Regions from separate parts of the Mus musculus genome. Here region 1 is linked to region 2. A link is a contact called in public promoter capture Hi-C data. All regions are on one chromosome and are shown on one strand. The core of a region is the stretch at or near the end of the contact, and the rest is flanking DNA. Distances in the headings are between cores, read along the strand shown.

Region 1 (5,422 bases), core at 2,335-4,834, 440 kb before region 2:
TAGATAGATAGATAGATAGATAGATAGATAGATAGATAGATAGATAGATAGATAGATGTGTATATATACACTTAACTATTGTATGTAATTTTAAGTTAACATAAAATAATATAATTCATCGAGGCATATTAAATAACTTTGTTGTTATTTGTCCCTTGCTCCTCTTTCTCCTCTGTATTAAACTCCCTCTCTCCTCACCAGCTGGAGACCCCTCCTCATTATCCCCACACATAAAAAGCTTCTATTTACTGCAAATGGAGGAATCCAGATTACAGGAAAACACAAGAACCCACAATTGGGCACAATGGAGAAATTGACAGATCATGAAAAGCCCAACTCCATGAACATCTACATCACAGCTCCTATATCTATGACTCAGGAAACATTTTGGGGAGAGGGATAGAAAGATTGTAAGACCCAGAATATGGGGAAGAGTGTTGTGAGTCTTTCCTATGAATGGCCTCATAAGCAGGACCAGAACAATGGAAATATCAATGAACACATTAACATGGAAGGGGGAGAGGGTTTGATGGGCTCAATACCTAGACAAAGAACTATTGACTGCTGGGAGAAGCCCTTTCTAAGGATAATGCCCTTCATTGGCTGTCCAATGCAGAGTGGCCAGCTTTGAAATCATATAGATACTCACAAACAAAACATATTCAGCAGGCTCTATTTAAACATATTTGTATCCACTCACAGAAGCATATATATGATATGAGGGTCTCTATGTGGTCTCTGTGTGTATCTGTGTTCTCTCTCTCTCTCTCTCTCTCTCTCTCTCTCTCTCTCTCTCTGTGTGTGTGTGTGTGTGTGTGTGTGTGTGTGTGTGTGTGTGTGTCTAACAAATGCAATAGAATAAATAGATGCTATCAATTTCACAGTGAGGGCCGTGGGAGGGATTTGAGGGGAAACACCCTGGGAGGGGCTGGGGAAGGATAGAGAGGAGGAAATGATGTTTCAATTAAAAATAAAATGAATGAATGGAGGCACATGCACTAGAAAGAGGGAAGAAAACTCACTTCTCTGAACTGATAGCTTACATAAGGATTTCCCAAGTATTAAGCACCAAGCCAGTAGTCAATCTGGAAACATAAAGGTCCCCATGGGCAGGGTAATTATACATTCCACTTTGCCTGAGACCACCCTAGTTTATGACTGCTGTCCTACATGCCTACAGTTAAATGATATAGGTCCATCCTATCTACAGACTATCTGCCACACTCATCTGATGAGCACACATATGAACTCTCATATACAGAGGTGGGGCGGGGGACTACGTGCTCCCAATGGAGGAACTAGAGAAAGTACCCAAGGAGCTAAAGGGATCTGCAACTCTATAGGTGGAACAACATTATGAACTTACCAGTACCCCGGAGCTCTTGACTCTAGCTGCATATGTATCAAAAGATGGCCTAGTCGGCCATCACTGGAAAGAGAGGCCCATTGGACACGCAAACGTTATATGCTCCAGTACAGGGGAACGCCAGGGCCAAAAGGGGGGAGTGGGTGGGTAGGGGAGTGGGGGTGGGTGGGTATGGGGGACTTTTGGTATAGCATTGGAAATGTAAATGAGCTAAATACCTAATAAAAAATGGAAAAAAAACTAAAATTTGCCAGACCTGATAGTTTATACTATAATACCAAGACCAAGAAGGTTGAGATAGGAGGATTGCCTTGAGTGGTGTGAGTTCAAGACCAGCCTGCCCTACAGAATGCGCTTGTGGCACTACATAGTAAGTTAAGATACTGTCTCAAACACGGTTTGATTTTCAGCATCAGAGTTGTATGGATAGTCTGTAGCCTAGCTTGCCTCATTGTACAGAATGCAGATGATCAAAGGCCTCTCTTAGGTATTTATTTATTTATTTATTTATTTATTTATTTATTTATTCTTTCTTTCACTATTGAATTGAAGATTGAAACTGGAGCTTTATGGCAAGTATTCTACCATGGAGTTATGACCCCAGTCCTTGTATTTAAAACAAACAAACAAAAACAAGTCTTCCTATGTTGTCCAGGCTGGATTTGAACTCTTCCTCTCCCATCTGGACCTTTAACTTGGCCATTCTCCTGCCTCAGCTTCCCAAGAGACTGGGATCCCAAGCATTTGTCACCAGGCCCATCTCCCTTGGAGCTTTGATGTGGCTGATCCTAGGGCAATAATATGACCCAATGCGTAAGAACACAGCCTTTATGCATCACTTTCTGACCCTGGGAGGAGAAAAATTGGTACCAGAATTTTAAATACATAGTCTCATACAGTCTATGCCATCGTGGCAACACCTGGTTCCTTGAAGCTTGAGCTTCACTGCTGACCCACTGGGTTACTGCCAGACAATGCCAGACCAGGCCACACCTAGTTAGCCCAAACTGCTGAGACTGCATGCTCCAAAGTCAACCCCAAACCCGGAGGGACTGAAATGGCACCCTATGAGGCGTGAGGAAGCATGGTACAAAGCCGCTGACTCACTTTCTAGACTCCCTTTTTGCTAGGGTTCCTTTTCTCCACCCATGTCAGAACTCATCCACACTTGCACTTACTTGAAGGTGACTGAAGCATGTAACACAGTTTGGTTAAAGATCCTCTTGGGACAAGGAGGACATGAAAGAAAATGTTTTCAGAACGTGTGTCATGAGAATAGTCTGAAGGCCTCCTTCCGTTTAAGTCACCTCTCCTTCAAGTCATGTGCCACCTTGCCACTGAGCAAACACTGGTCAAGGTCCCCCAGTTCTGAGTTCCAATTTGGGTAAATGAAACAACTTGTATTAAATTAAATTAAACAAATTATATTAACTTATATTAAATGGAGTTTTCAATATGAAATCTTTGAACAATGTCATTAAGCTATTATTGTTATCATTGTTTTATTATCATCATACTTATTATTATTACAACCCATCAGGAAAAGACAATAACCATTACATCTCAAATGTTCAAGATTTATGTTGTGCACAACTTTTTAAAAGTTTGCTGAGCAAGGAGGGCTGATTTCTGCCTAGAACATGGGTGTCAGAAAATGAGCACTGATCTAACGCTTAAAATGACAAGAAGTTCAACCCCTTAATGTCCACTACGAAGGTAAGCCCCTGTTCCTATCTTTTCGACCTTCTCTAGGCTTTCATTACCACACCCTTTCAAAGATTGGCATCTTGAGTACATCCTGGTTCCTACCTCCTCACTGTCCGGCTGTCTTCCCGGAATCACTGCTGTTCCCCCTCACCCCCAACCTCAACCCCCAGCACCATCAGCCAAGCCTCCTGTCCTCTGCCTTCTTCATATTCTGAATGTAGGTGGCGATGTGGTGGTAGTTCCCCCAGAGCCACTTTGGGCACACAAAAACCTTAGGAGCTGGCACCGAGGCTCATCATACTGAAGCCACGCTACCCTTGATAAAACACAACCATTTTCTTCAACATTTGGAGTCAACCCCTTAACTATTATATGACTTGTCCCTGAGAGAGAACTCAACAGCCCTGCGACCTCCCTTTGCTTACCTTGAGTTGCAGGTATCCCGGGAAACAAGATGCAAAAGGGGGGAAAAAGCCGAAGGAGCTCAGAGGCAGTGAAAGCTGTGCTCTCTGCCTGGGGAGCTGTGCTCACCTGTGACCACACCCAGGTCTTCCAGCCTGGCCCCGCCCAGCCTGCGCTGCCTGCACCACCCAACTGCTGAGCTTACTCATGACTCTTGGCAGCCTGTGCAAGATTGGAAGACATGATTCAGGCCCAACTTGCTGCTGCTGTCTGCACTGTTTCTGATGGCCTGCGACAAGCACGGGCAGGAAGGTTCTGTTGGTGGATCCTGCCCTGAGCTAAGCATACGCACGTATAAGCAAATAAAGACAACCAACCCTACCTGCCAAGGCAGAGCCAGAGGGATAAATGGGAGGACATAAGAGAAGAATAGGTGGTGATAGAAAAAAATTACTACAAATTCTAAGTCTGACCTCACATTTTTTTCTGTGTAGAGGGCTAGAGCGCCATCGATCATTCTGATAACATACACAGCATTACAGGCAAAATACACACTACCAAATTGATTAGGAGAGATAGTTTACTAGAATTGCAAGGGTGGGAGTGTCCTAATAGAGAACACAGCTTTGTCCTGAAACATTTTCGGAGAGTCTGATTTAACAATTCCAGGACTCCTGCAGCTCCTCAATCAGCAGTGAGATCTGTTTTGTTTGTTTGTTTGTTTGTTTGTTTGTTTTGTTTTGCTTTGCTTTGTTTTGTTTTGTTTTCCTGTCCTGTTGTCAGGGAAGCTCCTGAAAGTGAGCCAGTGTGTTTTCCAATGCAAACATCCTTGTTGTTCATGTGCTAGTTCGTTTCATCATCACTTTTAACTTCAGCATCCTCCACACTGACTACTAGAATTTGAAAGATAAGAACCAGCCCCACTCATTTCTTAACAGCCCTCCTTGATATCCCCATGACTTACTACAGCCAATGGGTGCTTGACTCAGTGAATGAAAGGTAGACAGCTTCTCCTTCTCCCGTCCTGAGTCCTATTAGCCAAGACCAAACTCATTAAATAAATAAATAAATAAATAAATAAATTCAACTCTGAAAGGAGCATTTCAGGCATCAATGGGCCACGTGAAGCAAGATCATGAAGATAGGGATATGGACTATGCAGTTCATAAGATACCGGTATCTAGCTGAAGTGAAGGAAGCATAGGTTTGAGTGTAGTCTTAAGTTTGCAAACTGTTCCTACCACTTACTGTTGGAGAAATCCTAAACAACATGCTTAATCTCTCTCCACCTCGATTCTTCACAGTTGTGAGGTGAAATGTGTATGCACATATATGACAGCAGTTAATAGCACTTTCCCTAGTCCTCAAAAAAGCTCAGGGAACAATCACAAAAGGCTGGACTGGGGTATTAACATCTAATTCATCACAACTATTCGCTCTGCACTGGGCTCCTCCCTGATTGTCACTGTGATCCAGAGACCTCCAGAGATCTTAAAACTTAACTCTTAGTGACTGCTCAACTCTCCCTTTTTCATGTTTTAATTTCCTCTGCTACATTCTTGTTCATTCTTTGCCCATTCTGGAGAGATGGTAGTAGTTCAGCAACCCCTAAGGATCCCAAACAAAGCATGATTCTGATTGTTCGACAGTTAGAGGCACCACATACTTAGGAACATGTCATGTTCCCTCTTCCTGGAGGTCTTACAAGTAACAAAGTAGGAAGTAAATATATAAATTAATTAAAGTACTTGATCTTGCATAATAAGAGACATAAGATTGGTGTGGGACTACATACACAAATGTAGTCCAGAGACGAGTACAAGCCTTTCAGCCTTTGAGTGCTCAGGACGCATAGTTGTGATGAATTAGAGTGCTCAGGAGGCATGAGGACATGGTCCTTGGACATCAGAGGATCAAGCAGGCCTAGAAACAAAGAATGAGAAGTGA
Region 2 (5,750 bases), core at 2,201-4,700:
GTGTGGCTCCTCGCTGGACTGCCTGCCGGGCCATCGGCACTGCCAGATGGCATGCCTTGATGTTTATAGATATCACCTTCATAACAGTGAGATTCTCTACCATGGCCCCTTGTAATATTTGTCACAGAGCTGGGGCCAGGGACTCAGTAAGAAAATGCTCACAGGCAACATAAAATCACCCACTCTCTATGAGTGAGACAGTCATCAGTTTGAAGGGGGTGTTTATCTGTGAAGGGACATCTCCTGAGAGGAGAACTGAAGGGCTACAGCAGACACTGCCAGAGCCTGCCCACATACCCACCCTCCCCGTTTAGTGTTGGCCGGCTTCACTGCCAACAGCTGGTGCCTTGTTTCTCGTTCTGAGAACCTTTTGTTACTCTGCGGCTCCTTTGCCACCTGTACATCTGGTCAAAGTGCCAGGAAATGGAAGTCCGGGGAGCGGCCTCCACCCATGATTGACAGGCATTGATACCTCAGCTCCCAGTTCCTCGGAGACAGGCATAGCATGCTTCAGTTTCTGGCACGTTGGCTGACTTCTCTCCCCAGCATTACATCCCCATAGTCTTATAGCATATTCTGGGTTCATCTCTGGAAACTAATTCAGAGGGGGTGGAGAATCCCAAAGATAGTTGTTTGCCTCCAACTGGGGGACATGGTTGGGAAGGTGGGTGGGGCTCTGGGGAAATGGATGAACTCTCCTGGAGCTTGTTCTTTCTACAGAGTTGGGGGACCCTCTGGAGAGTGAGAAACAGGGACGTCGGCCAGTCGGGATCAGGGTGGAGATTAGTGGGATGACTAGACATCCAGCAGCATCCTCTCACCACTTTCCTCCTATGAGGCAGGAGTTGGGGGTAAAAAGTACTGCAGGCAGCAGAGGGTACACGTATCCCACTCAGACCTTTACATTCTGCCTGCTTTTGTTTTCTTCCAAGTATTTGGGTGGAGGGGTTGGAAGACCTGATTAAACTCTTAATTTTTGTTTGATTGAAGACCGTGTCCCACTGTTGGAGGAAAATACCTATTTTGGGGATCTTTTTCCCCTCTGAATGAGAGAGATTTCAGAGTGATTCCAGAGATGAAGCCAGGAGACACGAAGACTCTGGGGAAATAATGTCAGGGAATGCAGTCAGCCAGTGTGCCAGAAGCTGGTGAGCTCACGCTGCCTGTGCCTCAGGAACTGGAAGATGAAGTATATCGATACCGAGTCCTGTCAGTCATGGGTAGAGGCTGCTCCCAGAAGTTCCTTTTCCTGAAGAGTTTTTTTTAATTTCTCCTGTGAGGCAGGGTTTCTCTCTGTAGACTTGGCTATCCTGGAACTCTCTATGTAGACCAGGCTGGTCTTGAACGTATTTTACTTTTGAATGACTTGTGTGTTGGGCTTAGGATGAAGGTGGGCGCAGTGTGCACACACCCACACCGGAAGTCATCAGAGAATTCTCTGAGGGAGTCAGTTCTCTCCATCATGAGGGCCCTAGGGACTTAACTCCGGTTGTTGGCTTGGTGACAGGCACCTGTACATGTGGAGCCATCTCACCAGCCCCTTGCTGGGTTTTGAAGCCTACACTGGGGTTACATTGTTGGTTTGTGCTTTGCTTCTGAGAACTTCTGTCAGACTGAGAACACAGCCATTCTCTCTGTGCATGAATCCCCTCATCCCTCTCTCTAATCCACATATCCACCCAGGAGATGCAGGTTTACGTTTTTGTGTCTGGGTATGACATTGTTTCTCTTTCAAGAGTCCCTACTGCTTGGAGCTGAGGAATTATCCTAAAAATACCTTATTTATTATATTTCTGAGGCTTGACACTATCTCTTTCCACTCTCTTGAATTCCTATCAGGAGTATAATGATCTTTCTATCGTTCATGTGTAACAAATCCCCACTTGGTTCTATCTTCCAGCCTTCAAACTCAGCTGTATCTATCTAAACAGTGGCTTAGCCAACCCCCAGCCCTGAAGCAGTTCAAATAGCCCCGTTTTTTGTTTTTGTTTTTTTGTTTTGTTTTGTTTTTGTTGTTTCCAGACATTCTATTTTGGTTTTCTTCAAATACAAGTCACATTTACCCTCACTGGTTCCATCTTTTATTGGTTTTAACAGCTATGGCCTCTTGCCTGAGTGTTTTTCTCTCCGAAGATGACTCGTGGGTGTGAATATGGACTTACCCTCAGCATGGGACACACCCTTTTATGTTTGCTAGTGTTGTTCTAAGCTGGGTTCAACAGGAATGCTCCTGTTTTGTTCTGTCTTGTTTTCTGTAGGAACACAGGACACAGTGGATCACAGAAGTGCATAATCATTGTAGTTGTGTTATTGCCGGATGCCCGGACATAGTCAAGGTAACTGAAGCCTCCGTGTCAGCTCCTCTAGTCCTTCTGTGGTGGAGACTCCTCTCCCTCTGCCTGGCCTCCTCTGCCTGGCCTCCCCTCACAACTGTCACAGATCCCACTGTCCTGAAGCTTCAGAGTCTTATTTCTTTGACAGATCTTTGAAGCCCGTAGGATGCCACAGGTGGAGCTCAGCGTTCATAAATATTTTTTGGAAAAATGAACCAGGAGAAACCTGTTCTGTAACATTTTTTGTTGTTGTTGTTGACTGTCATCTTTCATCTTTATCCCATAGGGCTTGGGAAGTGTGGACTCTGTTAGCCAAAAGTTACTTCAATCCAATGCACAGGATGAACACATCAAATACTTCTCTGATAAGATGCTAAAAGGCCGCACCAGCTGGGACCTGCCGGCTGCTTTTTCCACTGTACCTGGCAGCTAGGTGGTTATGACATTATCATCTCTCTCCACTGTGTGAGCCAGGAATGATCCAATGGAAAAGATCATATAGCAACAATTTCAAATGTTTCTGAAGCCACAACAAGGCTGAGCTGGAAGCCAGTTTTCTTGGGTACACGAAGGTTTAGAATCTTCTAAAGTCATATGACAGCAAACAAGGGCAGAGCACTGTCAAGTTCGAATGCCTCCTGTCTGCTTGCTCTCCTGTCTCAGCCACACATTTTCTGAGGGCCGTGACCATCACATACCTGCATTTACACACTCTAGTGGCCAAGCTGGAAATGCACAATAATAGGTTTGAATTGCATTTTGATTCACTGACTTTCAAGTTAAAAACAAAGTCACATCCAGATGTGAGGGTGCACATCTGAAATCCCAGTACATGGGGAGTGGGGGCAAGAGCATCAGGAGTTGGTCATTTCCAGTCACATAGCCAGCCTGAGCTGCATGGGACCTCGTCTCACAAAACACAGCAAAAGTAGAGCCACACCTGATAATCAATGAGCTTTATTGGTGTAAATATAGGATAGCTTAAAATATTATATTTTTGCTTTTATTTTGGCAAAGCCACTTTGGGTTTTTCTTTTCTCTTTACGGAATAAACTGCTTTGCTGTGTGTTTTCACGGTTTGAAACAGCTATCGTACTCTGACCCCTAGTGGCTTTGTGATGAATTGTAAGCGCCTGTTCCAGGACTCAAAGACAACTTTCCTCATTTCTTGCTTTTATTGTTGCTCACAACCAAACACTTTCTTAAATCTGTACAACCTGTGAGGAAATGGAATGAATTCTGAGCATTATTATCCGTGCCCTCTGCTTCAATTTCTGTGTCCAGGTTCCTGCCCAGAGTTCCTACCCTGATTTCCCTCTGTGATGGAGTGGGATCTGAGGGTTGTAAGCTGAAATAAACCCTTTTCTCCCCAGGTTGCCTTTGGTCTTGCTATTTTACCACAGCTACAGAAACCATAACACAGCTGGGGACCTAGCTCATTTGGCAGAGTCCAGGCCTTGCTCATAGGAAGCCCTGTGTTCTGTCCCCAGCATGCAGAAACCTGGTGTGGGTGCGCCCAGCCCTCAGGAAGTGAGAGCAGAAAGACCTGGAGTTAGAGGTCACTCTGGGCTTCATGAAACCTTGCATCAAAAAGAGAACAACGTATAGACAGACAGACAGACAGACACACACACACACACATACACAAAGCGGGGACAGAAGAAAACAAAAGCCTAAACTTAGGTCCACAAAAGCATAAACTTAGGCAGAGAGAATGGCAAATGAGACCTAATTGAAATTAAGATATTTTGCACATCAAAAGATCATATTAGTAAGGTGAAAGAGCAAGGCAGCTGAGTGTGAGAAAATATATATGATATATTCAGCCACCTGTGCAAGAACTATCCTAAGGACAGCAACTCACTAGAAAAATGGTAAAAGAATAGCAACTTCACATAAGCATGCACCCAAACTACGAGTAAACACCACGAAAGGTGTTCAATTCCAAAAGAAAACTACAATAAGAAATGATAATAAGAACCGAGCATGGTGGTTCATGCCTTTAATCCCAGCACCTGGGAGGCAGAGGCAGGCAGATTTCTGAGTTCAGGGCCAGCCTGGTCTACAAAGTGAGTTCCAGGACAGCCAGGGCTACACAGAGAAACCCTGTCTCGAAAAAACAACAACAACAACAACAACAGCAAGATAATAAAGGAAATTCCTTTAATTCTATACAGTATTTATAAAATAGCTGTAACTAAACTCCTGCTTACCAGTGCTAAGATTTCCCTGTAGGGTCAGCAACAGAAAGGCTCACCACTTCTCCGCAACACCACACTGGAAGTTGTGGCAGGTGAACAACACAAGAAAAGAGCATAAAACCACACAGATCAGAAAGAAATCACACGCCACCTTTGCAGATGGAAGACAGCGGAGCATTAACAGTGAGGCCCCAGGAACTCACCAGTAACCAAGCTGCAGGACACAGGCTAGTGTAAAGCCAGTTGCTTTCTTTGTAGCACCTACCGGAATTTGACATTAAAAAAACAGCACAACTAGTGTTAACACCAAAACTCAAATACTTATGTATAAATCTTTTAAAAAATTTCTCAATTAGAAGAGGAGACATTAAAGCTGTCGTTAAAATAATCAGAAAACATTTACATAGGTGGAGAGATATTCCATGTTTATAGACAGTGTACTCTTCCCACATTTAGCTATATAGTCAATATAACCCTAACCAAAATCCAAGTCATTTTGTGACTTTTTTGACAGACCAATTCTGCAATTTTGGGGTGAAGAAAAAACACAGCTAACACCAAAGAAAATATCAGAAGACTGATACCAGTCAACTTCATATTATGTATGTATGTATATATACATATATATCACACAAAGCTAATATTGTGTGTGTGTGTGTGTGTGTGTGTGTGTGTGTGTGTGTGTGTGTGTGTGTGTGGTGGTGGTGGTTTGTATATCCTTGGACCAGGGAGTGGCACCATCTGGAGGTGTGGTCTTGTTGGAATAGGTGTGACCTAGTTGGAATGGGTGTGTCACTGTGGGTGTGGGTATAAGATCCTCACCCTAGTTGCCTGGAAGTCAGTCTTCCATTAGCAGCCTTTGGATGAAGATGTAGAACTCTCAGCTCTGCCTGCGCCATGCCTGCCTGGATGCTGTCATGCTCCCCACCTTGATGATAATGTACTGAACCTCTGAACCTGTAAGCCAGCCCAATTAAATTTTTTTTATAAGACTTGCCTTGGTCATGGTGTCTGTTCACAGCAGTAAAACCCTAACTAAGACACACACACACACACACACACACACACACACACACATATGTATACATATACATCAAAATGGAATCTAAGTGAAGGGAGAACAAATTACTCAGTAAAAAATAACAGAGACCTCAGACTGTATGGGTTAATCCTTGGCAAAAGGGAAAAGCAGTTTAGTAGAGAAACAATAGTCTTT

The links. Promoter capture Hi-C pulls out the DNA fragments that hold promoters and counts their contacts.
Region 1: a contact with region 2 is called in a promoter capture Hi-C map of trophoblast stem cells, with 4 times the contacts expected there. The contact joins the promoter of Serpinb5 here to the enhancer-like site in region 2. A contact is called at or near these places in 15 of 39 promoter capture datasets (the 3T3-L1 cell line, 3T3-L1-derived adipocytes, the C10 cell line and 8 more), 1 of 15 datasets of contacts at CTCF or cohesin (the NIH/3T3 cell line), 8 of 484 Hi-C or Micro-C datasets (CD4 T cells, the G1E-ER4 cell line, the N1E-115 cell line and 4 more), 1 of 115 datasets of contacts at active chromatin or transcription factors (memory CD8 T cells) and 4 of 9 other capture datasets (adipose tissue, embryonic stem cells, liver and 1 more).

The regions. Positions count from the first base shown.
Region 1 is chr1:106,859,337-106,864,758 of GRCm38.p6, reverse strand. Serpinb5 (serine (or cysteine) peptidase inhibitor, clade B, member 5) reads right to left here and starts at 3,584. Exons shown (of 7, transcript NM_009257.4): 1 at 3,499-3,584.
Region 2 is chr1:106,423,026-106,428,775 of GRCm38.p6, reverse strand. No RefSeq gene overlaps it. Among named protein-coding and RNA genes, the nearest start is that of Gm41928, 98 kb to the left of the region's middle. Within about 2 kb of position 3,450, at least 10 of the 459 cell types and tissues checked have an H3K27ac peak or open chromatin away from gene starts, as enhancers often do. A contact at or near this core is called in trophoblast stem cells, where this site is marked.